2 separate regions of the Zea mays genome follow, and region 1 is linked to region 2. The links are chromatin contacts, called in public Hi-C maps. All regions are on one chromosome and are shown on one strand. Each heading gives the region's core, a stretch centred on a gene start, on an enhancer-like site or on the middle of the called end of the contact. The rest is flanking DNA. Distances are from core to core; before and after follow the strand shown. Region 1 has its middle 95 kb from the start of LOC100285248. Region 2 holds the start of LOC100285248.

The links. Hi-C and Micro-C count contacts between places; a contact is called where the count stands out from the background.
Region 1: a contact with region 2 is called in a Hi-C map of ear, with 2.4 times the contacts expected there. The contact joins the enhancer-like site here to the promoter of LOC100285248 in region 2. A contact is called at or near these places in 2 of 25 Hi-C or Micro-C datasets (ear and leaf).

The regions. Positions count from the first base shown.
Region 1 is chr1:152,953,099-152,959,331 of Zm-B73-REFERENCE-NAM-5.0, forward strand. No RefSeq gene overlaps it. Among protein-coding and RNA genes, the nearest start is that of LOC100285248, 95 kb to the left of the region's middle. Within about 2 kb of position 2,418, at least 8 of the 20 cell types and tissues checked have an H3K27ac peak or open chromatin away from gene starts, as enhancers often do. A contact at or near this core is called in ear, where this site is marked.
Region 2 is chr1:152,857,852-152,864,034 of Zm-B73-REFERENCE-NAM-5.0, forward strand. It overlaps LOC100285248, which reads right to left and starts at 3,379. Exons shown (of 5, transcript NM_001158142.2): 1 at 3,027-3,379; 2 at 459-714; 3 at 1-384. The coding sequence starts at 3,239.

The DNA.
Region 1 (6,233 bases), core at 1,168-3,667, 94 kb after region 2:
ACAGGAAAGCCATAATGGCCCCGTACAACTTTAAGTAAGTGTGATTTTGCATAAATAAAATTAATAATTTCAATACACATGCATCACAAATTTGATTCGTACAGGGACCACTGGATATGCTTCCTCATTTATCCTAAGGTTGGAAAGGTGCTGGTGCTCGACTCCTTGAACTTCGACCCTTCGACATATGCAGAATTCCTAAGAATCTTAGAGCTGTAAGCCTTTTCTATGCATGCATACTTTTATCGATTAAAATTTGAGAATAACATGGTGATTCTATTTGAGATCACAGGGCTTTTAGGTTCTATAAGTTTAAAGGTGGAAAGTACGACCTGTCGAAACAACGCGTGCCACTAGACATCCATCATCACTGGCCGGTAAGTATGTGATTTTATGAATACATATCATACACAATGTTGCAACTAAATAACCAATCTCCCGTTATGTAGTGCCACAAGCAACCACAAGGATCGGTCCTATGTGGATTCTATGCGTGCGAGTTCATGAGAGTGAACGGACGATACATCACGAACCCTGACAAGGTATTATTAGTAATAGTCAAGTATGTATTTATGTCATTAAAGATGCAAATGTGTTATTATTGAGTATAAATAGATGATGTTTATAAAATTCCTTTACAGCAATTTCAACGAGGAAACCCGGAGAACTTGACCGAAGCTGCATTGTATGGCATAGTCGAGGACCTCTGCACATTCATATTGAAAGAGGTCATTCCCGCAGAAGGAAAATATCACGATGCTTCCGGAACATTAGCTTTGCCAGAGTTTAGAATACTAACAGAAATTAGTAGATTATCTCTTAGCCGAGATAGTTATTAGAACTTAGGTGAAAACTTTTGATGTATAGAATGCATGAAGCATATATGGTTGTAAACAGAATACTTTGATGTATATAAATGAATGATAGAATTTAATTCCATGTTGTTTTCAATATCAATATAGATCTATATATATATATATGTTTGTGTGTGTGTAAATAAATATATATATAATTCAGTATTGTTTGAAATTTTGAAAAAAGACGGGAAAACTTACACTGGCGGCTAAATAAAGAAAACCGCCAGTGAAAAGTGCATTTCCACTGGCGGTTTTATAAAGCAAACCGCCAGTGAAAAGTGCATTTCCACTGGCGGTTTTATAAAGCAAACCGCCAGTGGAAATTCTATTATCACTGGCGGTTTCCTTACGAAAACCGCCAGTGAAAATGCACTTTCCACTAGCGGTTCCAAAATAACCGCCAGTGGAAATGCTGATTTTCACTGGCCCCTAGCACTGGCGGAACTGAAAAACGCCAGTGTAAATAGGTTTAGAACCGCCACTATAGAGCTTCTGTGTACTAGTGACTATAAGTTCTAGTGCATTCAAACACCCCCTCAATCGCACGTGTCGTTACTTTATCCAACCAATCAAAGTATGACAAGTGGTCCCACTCCCACCATCGATTCCTCCCACAATCCATTTTCGTTCCCACTGCCATTACCAGTTTATCAAGGCTAGCAAATACTAGCTAAGTTCCTTCTCGGTTGGTTACATTTTTTGTGATGTTAAGAGCAACTCCAAAAGTCCCTGAAAAAAACACAAAGTTTCTCTTATATAGATTTTGATGAAAAAATTACCTTCCATTAGTTTTTTTATTAGATCTCCAACTATAATTGTCCTCTATCCTAGCTTGCTAGCCAAAAATGAAGAGCAGTAATGACCATCGACACTCACAATTCATTTTAAACTATATCAATAGTTAAAGTAAACGGCAATAACTATGCAAGCGAATGAGATATTTAACAAATATATATGTGTAGTGGGTAGTTTTAATATAAGCTCTCTATTTTCCCAAATAAAAATAATAATACACATAAAAGTGTTTTGATAGAGAAAATTTAACATCTAGAGTATTGCGGCTATTTATGCCATTATGGGGTTAACTACGAGCAAAATTTAGAAATACGTACTAGAGTAGTTTAACTAAAAATATGGATAAAAATACTATAACTTTAGCTAAGGTTTAATTGAATACATAATGAAGACAAGTAACTGTGCGCGCGCCACAGAAAGATAATATGGATGGGAAAAGGTATAAAGTAAGTCGTAAGTTTATCACAAGACATTACAAAGTATCCATTGTATACTACAAATAAATCAAACGAAGAGATGGAGCAAACGTAGGTAAATAAACTTATTTTGTTGTAGGTACTAAATTAAACAAGAACGTCTAATGCCTATGTTACTAATAATCTTGTAGCGCAAGAGCATGGATGATATGAGGTGATCTCATAATGTGATGGGTCAGGACACGTCCAGCTGGTGCATGAGAAGCCCAAAAGCCTAGTATAGTAGTTGCACCACACATGATAACTCTAAGAAGAACCCGACAAGATTGTCTTAGATGATATGAGGTGATCATGGACGCCCATGGGCCTTGTGTCTTGCCTGACTGCTCACCAGCTACCCTTTCTATTCCATCTCAGTGCTGTCTTCTCTACGTCCATCTTATCAGTGTAATATCCAAGTATATGGCACAAGCACTGTTAGCTCAGGATGGGATTCATCTGATTTTTTTGTACTCTTGCTGTCTTGGAACTCTATGTATGAGTGACCTCAACGTCCAGCTTTGGATTTTTGGCACCCATGAGTATATCCCTCAAAGAATCCTGATCACTCGAGAACATGAGAAAATAAAAACCAGAGTGAACACAACATAGTAAACGGCAATATATTAGTTCAGATCACAATGCGCCAATAATCAGGAAAAGGCGATATATAAAGGTAGAAAGGATAAGAGTATCCTAGGAGGATATTGCTTTGTTTGCTTTCAGAAAGGAAAGGCTCTCCTGTCTGGGCTTTCTTTCAAGTGTCAGATACAGATATCATTCAGGTTGCTGATGAGTTGCTGTTGTTGGCGAGCACTGCCAAAAGCTACAAAGAAATTAGGCTTTATTCATTTGAACTGTGCTAGATTAGGCTTTTAGGGTGATGAGATGAGAAGCCTGTCCAAGTGAGCTCTCGCGTGAAAGTATCACATCATCGCGCTAACGGCTATAGTTGATCCTGCTCATTGTGCCGATTTCGCAACAACTGATGGAGACGTAGCAGATGATGCAAGCATTGTCCACTGGGATATGCAAAAAAGACGGCCGGGGATGTAAGCGTGAATCTGTTCAACATTATTGGTCACTGATGGAATGGAACGGTACACTATGACATTATTGCCTGAGACTTCAGGGCAAGATCATATCACTAGTAATCCTAGAAACATTATCGATCGTATAATCCTAATGGTACCCATAGACTTTAGTACTCACTGCATACAACCACTCAAATGGACACAAACAGTACAATATATAATATGACAAATATCAGCGACGAACCTGTGAACACGTGGTTGATACATGACCACAATATCTAAGTACGACGAGTGTTTGTCAACAAGATAATCAGCTTTGGTTTGGTGTTGGCTAATTTAGCATGAACGTGGTGTTATATACGATTTGTCTCTTGACTTGTGGTGCATATGTGTGGAGCAGAGACGGTGGTCGACGGTGAAGATAAAGGTCAAACAGGTTTGTAACGATGGACTAAGAGCGGTGAAGTACGAACGTCGAGGCATGGATTAGGGACTAGAGAATTTGTAGGACTGGCTGTAGGTGACTGACAGCTGGAGTCGTTGATAAGTAAGACTGAGTTGATCAAGTCAAGGTAGTAGTCAATCAAGTCAAATGGAGGTGCCAGAGGACTTGGTGATCAGACGGTTGAGGGTTGATGGTGAAAAACGTCAAGATCACAAAGAAAGCATAGAGGATACACTACTCTAGAGTGATTTGGGCTTTGAAACCACTGGACAAATGACTCTTAGTTTTCGGCCTCAAAATCCAGGTGGTGTTTTTATGGGAATGGGAGGCATCATTGTGAAGCTTGTGTCAATGCCAAACAAAGTCGTTAGATCTATTGATCTTGAGTTAGACCATAATGCCCCCAAGGTTAAGTGGTTCGACTCTGATTACCTAGAGATAAGCTAGGAGTGTGTAATATCCCTATAAATAAGCAAGAAGTTGATCTAACCAGCATTATCTCTTTAGCGTATCATTTCTTTTATTCTTGTTAGGTTCCCTCTTTCCCTAGACTATTGAGTGAGATCCACATGTACATATCTAAAATTAGTAATTCTATCATTTGTGTAAACTCTAGCAAAGTGGTAACATCTACTAGAGTTAAATCAAAGCAACCTTTCCCATGAAATTCATGAAGCCATCTTTGTCTTATGAAATGAAAAGCAAGTTCTTTCCAATGCTACCTTCAAACTGTCAGTGCACAATTTTGATCTCTTGACTTTTATTAGCTCCTAATATAGATAATGCGCTATTGTGCTTACATTGATTTTGGTTTTGTTTTTTCCTCTATTAAATCCTTGTTTTGGGCTAATTTTATATTTCTAAAGATTTAAGGCTGATCGGGGTGGCTAAATACGTGCTAGGACCCCAGAGGAACATATTTACCAACCTATTTAGTCAAATTAATCACATGTACGATTTGGCGGAATTTTGAGAAGGGTTGAGAAAATCCCTATTTAGTTTGTGGGACTTTTAAGATCTCTAGAGTGTAATTTAGATTTTGGGCTTGATCTTCTCGTATAATATTCCTAACTCCCTTGTTAACCTTTGTACAAAATTTCATCTTTATTTGAGTTCAATTGAGGCATTTTGTACTTTTGGAGGAAAAATTGGGAGTTAAATAGGTCAAACCAACCTAGGTCACTCTTCAATCTCAGCCAGGTCGAATTCTCGGTTGAGTCGACCCTACAACCCAGCTAGGCCAACTTTGTACCTGCCTAGAAACGCCAAATCTAGCTAGGCCAACCCTTCACCCTAGACATACTGCCTTTGTTTGTATAATTTGTGTTTTGAGTGCCTTTTGAGTTTCGGGTGTCTAAACTTTGATCCGTTTGTTCTGATGAGTTTCTAATTTGTCTATAAACCTTTTCAAATCATTAGATCACCGGTTGGTTTAGATTATTTGTGTGTGCTCTTTCATCACCTTTATTGAGGTTGAGAGCAACAATCATTTTTCGAGTAAATGTTTTATGTGTGTGTTGGCTATTCTATTGGTTTGAGTGTTACGTTGTGTTTTCTAGTCACACTAGAGTACATCCGGTCATCAGTTGGCTCAAGAGCTACTTAGGGTCTGTTTGGTTGAGTTGTAGATTATGAAAATCTGATTCTAGCTGTTAGCTGTGATAAATCTGCTATGAGTAATGGGTTTTAGAAAAGCTAAAATATATTTGGTGAACATAATTGTCAACTTTAATGTCGGGTACCATAATTAGGGGTACCCCCAACACTCCTAAACTCGGCTGGTAATCACCATCAGCGCAAACTGCAGAGACTGATGGGCGCAATTCAGGTTAAGGCTTCGTCTACTTAAGGGACGCAATCTCGCCTCGCCCGAGCCCAGCCTCGGGCGAGAACAGTAGTCCCAGGCGAATTCACGCCTCGCCCGAGGGCCTCCTCAGCAACGGGCGCACCCTCGACTCGCCCGAAGCCTAGCTCGGGCAGGCTTCGTTGTGAAGCAACCTTGGCCAAATCACCTCACCAAACCGACCATATCGCAGGCGCATTCAATGCAAGGATCGCCTGGCGCCTTATCCTGACACGCGTGCCTCAGTCGGCAAGGTCGAAGTGACCGCAGTCACCTCGCCCTCCCACTGACTGACCTGACAGGAAAACAGCGCCACTCGCCCCTCTCCGACTGCTGTGCCACCCGCCAGGGTAAGGCTGACAGCAGCTGAGTCCGGCCTCAGGAGGAAGTCTTCGCCTCGCCCGACCCCAGGGCTCAGCCCCCGCCTCGGCCTCGGAAGGTGGTCTCTGCCTCGCCCGACCCTAGGGCCCACCCTCAACCTCAACCTCGGGAGGAATCGCGTCCTCGCCCGACCCCGGCCTCGGCATCAGGAGGAGTCTCCGCCTCGTCCGGCCTTGGGCTCGGACCGACCACGCCGCAGGGGGTACATCATTACCCTACCCATAGCTAGCTCAGGCTACGGGGGAACAAGACCGGCGTCCCATCCAGGCTCGCCCCGGTAACAAGTAATGATGGCTCCCCGCGTGCGTCCATGACGACGGTGGCTCTCAGCCCCTTACGGAAGCAAGGAGACGTCAGCAAGGTCCCAACAACCCCGACAGTTGTGCTTCTACAGGGCTCAAACGCTCCTCCGATGGCCACGAC
Region 2 (6,183 bases), core at 2,129-4,628:
TCTTCCCAAGGAACCACTTCTTCAATAGTATCATGAGCAGTAGGATTGCCTCTTCTAAGTTATTCCTAGGAACAAATGAACCTTCAGTTTGTGAAGCCAAGCTTGGAGGGGCCGCCTCTACACCACCGTACAACAAGAAAACAGCAAACCTCTTCTGAATCCTTGTGCAGCATTCATCATCAAGATTCCATTGACTTAGAAGAGCACGGCGGTATGAAGCAAGTGCTTCTTGATAGGCCCCAGCTTGCTTCCAAAGTTCTGGGAGAAGCTCAACAGATTTACTGACAGTTTCCTGCAGTTTTTGTTCAACCATAACACCAGGTATGCCACATTGGAAGATACTTTCAACAGCATCAAGGACACTTTTACACTGTTTAGCAGCCTCTGCAAGTCAATGGCTTCAGAAAGTCAGATAAGCCCAACTGATATGATTATAATGCAAAATGAACAATTCATACCCATTGCCTTGCCCAACTTTTGAAGAGACATTGATTTCAAGTAAATGGCTTCAAGAACAAGGCTAGCAGCATGCTGTGATCCTGAATTTGATGAATCTGCCCGTAATTTGTTACTTCGCTTCGAGAGTGGTTTATCAGAAAGAGAAGGTTGGAAGCGCTGAATAGCAGCTTGAAGGTCAATTCCATCAAATACTCGCAGAGCAGCTTCCACATTGCCTCTCTGATATTCCAGTCTCCCAAGGAGAGCTCTAGCTTCCTAATATTGACAGAAAACTCAGTTAGCTTCCTAATGTAACTATAATTTAGTATATCCCAGATAGAAATTTTTGTAGGATGTTGATAAAATGTTAATGGATACAAATATAGGAAAGCAGACTACAGCGATAAAATTAATGAGTACAAAGATTGTCATGTACAAAAAAAAAACCAAATGCACAAATTTCACTGGGTACACGCTAAGACCGTTTCTCTTTCTTTTTTCCTCTTGTTGGTGGCTGATGATGGGTTTCGTATCTAGACTATCCCAACTTGCTTGGGACTAATATATATTTGTGTTGCAGTGGTGGTGGTGCTTTCAAACAATCTTAGCTTGTATACATACAATTATGCGAAAGGGCCTCTAGCCTAGCGGTTAAAGGCTTCCGAGTAGCACCTCCAAGTCCCGGGTTCGATTCCCCTCAGGGGCGAATTTTCCGGGTTGGTTAAAAAAAATCCCCTCGTTGTGTCTCATTCGCTCTCGGGTTACGATGTCATGTGTGCCACCCTCCAATTGGGCCGTTGCAGAGTGAACGGTTGACGTCGGCTCGTTAATGATAGGGGTCAGGGTTCGGGAAGTTTCTCGGCCGGGACCATTGTTTTTCGGTCTCTTCTTAGCATAATACCGGGAGGGCAGTCATTCCTTCCCCGAACGAGTTTATTTAGTATACATACAATTATCAATGTTGAAAAAAAAGATTTTGGAGCAAATTATAAGGATACAAATAACTGTATTGATTTCTATTATTATCTGAACAACACAGGATTTAATTTGATATGGATGAAACAGTGCATAAAGTAACTCAGAACAGTGTAGAGAATTAAAGATTCTGAAATCTCGGCATCAACAGCATCACCGTCGTCCTACAAACTGTGTCAAGATTCTCTGGTTAGTTCATGGTGCCTGATGCTTTCGAATTCGAACTATAAGAGAAGCAGATTCAACATTATCTGGAACCAAAACTGCATTTTCATTTTATAGAAAAAAAATGAAGAAACTGAACGGAAAATCCTCTCGCCACAACAAACATTAAGGAAGAACAGTACCAACTTGAACTAAACAAAAAATAATCATCCCACGATGCTTTGAAATTCCAGCATAAAACAATAAAACTACAGCATCAAAATTGAATGTGCACACTTATCTTTACATTACGGTTTTTGAGAACAATAGAAAACAAGAGGAATGGTCATCCTTTTGTCTGTTGCCACAAGAAACATCAACATAAGATCATGCCACTATCCAACCAAACAAAGAGCTATTATTTTCCGTGTTCAATTCTCATTTGTAGATAGTGCAAATTATTTCTAAATTCAACAAAAAAATCACCTTACTATAATACTATCTGATTTGAACTCCAAAAACAGCACCACCCTTGCTAGTTCTAGAATGACATGTAGATTCTAACACCAAATAAAATCACAAGCCACTGGTGAATCAATCCTACAGCTAAACCAACAGACACATATGCTATCTCCCAATGCCAAGTTCACAAGACAGCACCACATAGCCAGAACTCAGTGACTGAATCATGATCTCATAGTTACACAGTGAGCCACAAATTGACACAATAACATTACCCTCGAATTAAACAGTAATCATAATTCAAATGATTAGCCCATTGCTCACATGGGCTTCTGTTGGGTTTCAATTCTAGGTAGCCCTAACTTGCTTGGGAGTAAAAGGCTTTGTTGTTGTTATTGTTGTAGACCATTGCCCACATAACTTAGCAAAAAGAAAGATCATTTACAAACTTATCCTCACTTGAATTCTGACAATTATGTATATGAACAACACAACAACTTATATATTACTTTGTTTTTAATATTGGAACTCTCCACAAAAAATAGAAATTTTGATTGTATGCAATAATTATTCCCACCATTTACCAGATGAATGCATCTTCACGAAAGTCCAATCTCTCCCAGTACAAATTCAGGATCGCAACACCAAAAATGGTGCTCAACTAGACCAATCCACTCGACGTTCTGAAAAACATTCCCATTAGGATGGTCACCATAACCCATGAAAAGAGCTTCGTCGATCTCCCAGAAGTAGCCCCTTCCAGATGAAATGAAAGAAACCAAACATAAAAACACCATTTTTTGAGAGCGTGTAGTTTTGGAGCGCAAAATTTCGCCACATCCCGATCTCCCCCAAAGTGCAACAAAGAGCGTCGTACGGACTCGCATTCACCCAAAAAAAGATTCCATCTTCCCACACCATTTTGCCCAAACCGCGCCACAAATAACTGGATTCATATTCCCAGATCAAGCCAAGAACGAGCTACAGGGCCGAAGAGATTTCGAGACCTCGTAGTTGAGGGAGAGACCCTCGCGGAGCGACGACTCCGCCTCCTGGATGTTGCCATCGTCGACCTTGGCCTCCGATGAGCCGGACGCCGAGGCACCTCCATCCGACTCCGGCAGTGCCGCCTTCCCCTTTATCGGGGACGCGGCGGCCGCCGGTGGCCAATCCCCGGTGGGGCTCGCCACGCTCCGGCTGTCCCACTCCGCCGCCGCCATCGCTGCCGCCGATACCGATACGTCACCGCTGCCGCCGCGGTAGCTCGAATCCTCCGGCAAGCATGATAGGACAATGTAGGGGAAAACGCCGTTGGGTACGACAGGGAGAAGGCGAGATCCAACTCTACTCTTGGGACCTTAGGCGCTTTGTTTTGTTTTTTGGTTTTGTTTCCCTCGTGAGGTGTTTGGTAGTGGCTGACCATGTCTTGAGGAAAACAACATTCTATTTGAGGTATTTCTATTGTGAATTTGGCAGTTTATTTATGTAAAATTTGACAGTTAAGGGGGTGTTTGGTTAGAGGGACTAAAGATTAGTCTCTAGTTTTTAGTCCCATTTAGTCTCTTTTTTTGTTAAACACTAGGACTAAAATATGGACTAAAATGATTTAGTCTTTAGTCCTTCACATATGTGCTAAAAGAGACTAAACCATATTAATTTCACATTTACCCCTCATTTAGTTCAAGTGTACTAATAGCAGGAGAATATTAAATGCCATTTTAGTCTTCTTATGAGTCATTTAGTATATTTTTACTATTTTTAGCTCTTAGAACTAAATATGTTAGGGACTAAACTTTAGTCCTCTAACTAAACTTTAGTCCCTAGACTAAAGAAACCAAACATGGCCTAAAGCTTGGCCAGGTTGCAAAAGACCGCCTACAAACCAGCAAGAGTTGCTAAAGTAAATAGAGAGTAAATTACGTTCGAGCATCTCTAAGATATAGCTAAATAGTTTGTCAAGCTAAATTTTAGCTATTTAATAGTAAAATAGGTCTTCAACAGACTAGTCATTTAACTTGTAGACCTATCTGGCTCACTAAATTAGCTTTCTCACTAGTCAAATTTAGCTAGCAACTCTGGCTAGTCAAGCTAACTTGTATGTTAGAGAATCCGTTCGAATGATAGATTTTAATCTTTATGAAAAGACAAATAAAAAGTCAAATAGAGAATAAAAAATAAAGAGACTCTTGGAGATGCTCTTATCGGTCATTAAACTTATATAGCTTATAGCATTGTATTATTTCGGTACCTAAACTTTTAAAGTGTATATCTAGATTTCTAAACTTATAAAGTTGTATCATCTCGTTTTCTAAACTCTCAACATACACATTCTAGTCCATATACTTCTAAGGTCGTATCATCTGGGTCTATAATTTTTTTTGATGTCATACATGTTCAGATAATTTGGACCATTGATGACACCAAAAACAAATTTAGAGACTCAAATGCACGGAGCGAAATGTGCATGTTAAGAGTTTAGAGACCGGAATGATACAACTTCATAAGGTTAGAATTTAGATATATACTTTGATAGTTTAAGGACCGGAATGATACATCACTATAAATTTAGGAACCGATAATGTACTTTACTCTAAAATAAATGTCTTTAACTTGCTGATTCTCTAGTTATAAAATTTTAGAGTTGGTTTGGCTCAATTATTACCCGTGAAAAAAACTAAGGTAAGTTGTCTCCTATTACGGCTAGTTTTTTAGCCCCTTCAACCCCCTCCGGTTTTGTGACTCTCAAACTAGCCCTTAGATGTGTACTGCTCACGATAAACATAATTCTAGACACCACAACCAAAAAAAGATAGTTTGGATACCTTTATTTTATATCACTGGAATCTACTTAATAGGATAGACTATTTGGTTTGGAATTTAACATTTCATCACTTTCTAAAATTTAGATATAAGTCTATCTTACATATATAGAGTGATGAATGAAAATTGATTTTATGTATCACCAAACTATGTTTGCACTCTATAATAACACGCTCTTCGGCTCGCTCACCTATAGAAATGTAGCAGACAAATATCTATCTCGTAAAGCCAACAGTGGTACATGAATATTTTCCACATAAATTATATTAGCTTAATTGATGTGTGTCTAAATTATGATTATTATAATGGAATTCAATTTAAAGTATTCAAATGAGGCTTAACATGAATCTAATGTATGGCATGCATGAATTAATGTATGGCATGCAAGCTAAAACTCAGGCGAGGAGGATAAGACCACCCTCACAGTATTTCATTAATAGAAGGTTGTGACAACGGTATGGACCGAGAAACCCTTGAACCCTGTCCTCCCATCACTGATGGTGATGACAGTGGCGCATCTAGAATTTTACTATAGGGTATGTCATCTAAAATTTACATATTCATTTGATCAAACTACAAGAAAATTAACACGATATGTTTTCTATGTTGAATATTTTTAGATATTTTTTATTCTTTCAATAAATATATTTATATATATGGTGTATATACTGGACACGCGGCTACACCATTAGATATTTATAAGCCTGAGGGTGGCGCACAGCCGAATTGAAGCCTGAGAGCAGATGAGGAACACAAAGGGATTTTTTGTGGAGAGTACTTGTGAAAAGGGTTCTGTCGCCTTCGCCATTGGGGTATTGCCCCATCAGTGTATGGCATGCAAGCTTGTTTAGCGTTAGAGCAGCATCGGTGAGATGTGTTGGTCTTTCAATTTGTTGCCGCAATTGTTTATTCATTTATTTCTGACATGTGCATGTGCAGCTATTTCATTATCAATTGTTTAATCTTTAACTTACTAGCTGCTATAATTGTGCATCTCTGGTAGGCGGTGTGTGGACTCTGTTAATTTATCTTTGCTACAGAATGGGGAAAAGGCATCAAAATAAAAAAAAATGCGCCGGTTTTATGTTTCAGGAGTTGGTAAATGGTCGCCAAATGTAGAGAGAAAATAAGGTTAGATGAGAGCTGGCTAAATTTAAGAAGTTAATTTAGAGAGCTATTAAAGAAGAGTTTTTAGGTTAACTACATAAATTACTGATTTAGTGAGTCTTTTAGAGAACTACCGAAGTTGCTCTTGGGACCAAATAGGCATATTCTCTATTTATGTACTTTAAAATAGATATGAAACTATCTATATTTCCACTTATTTGGAACAAGCTAAAAACC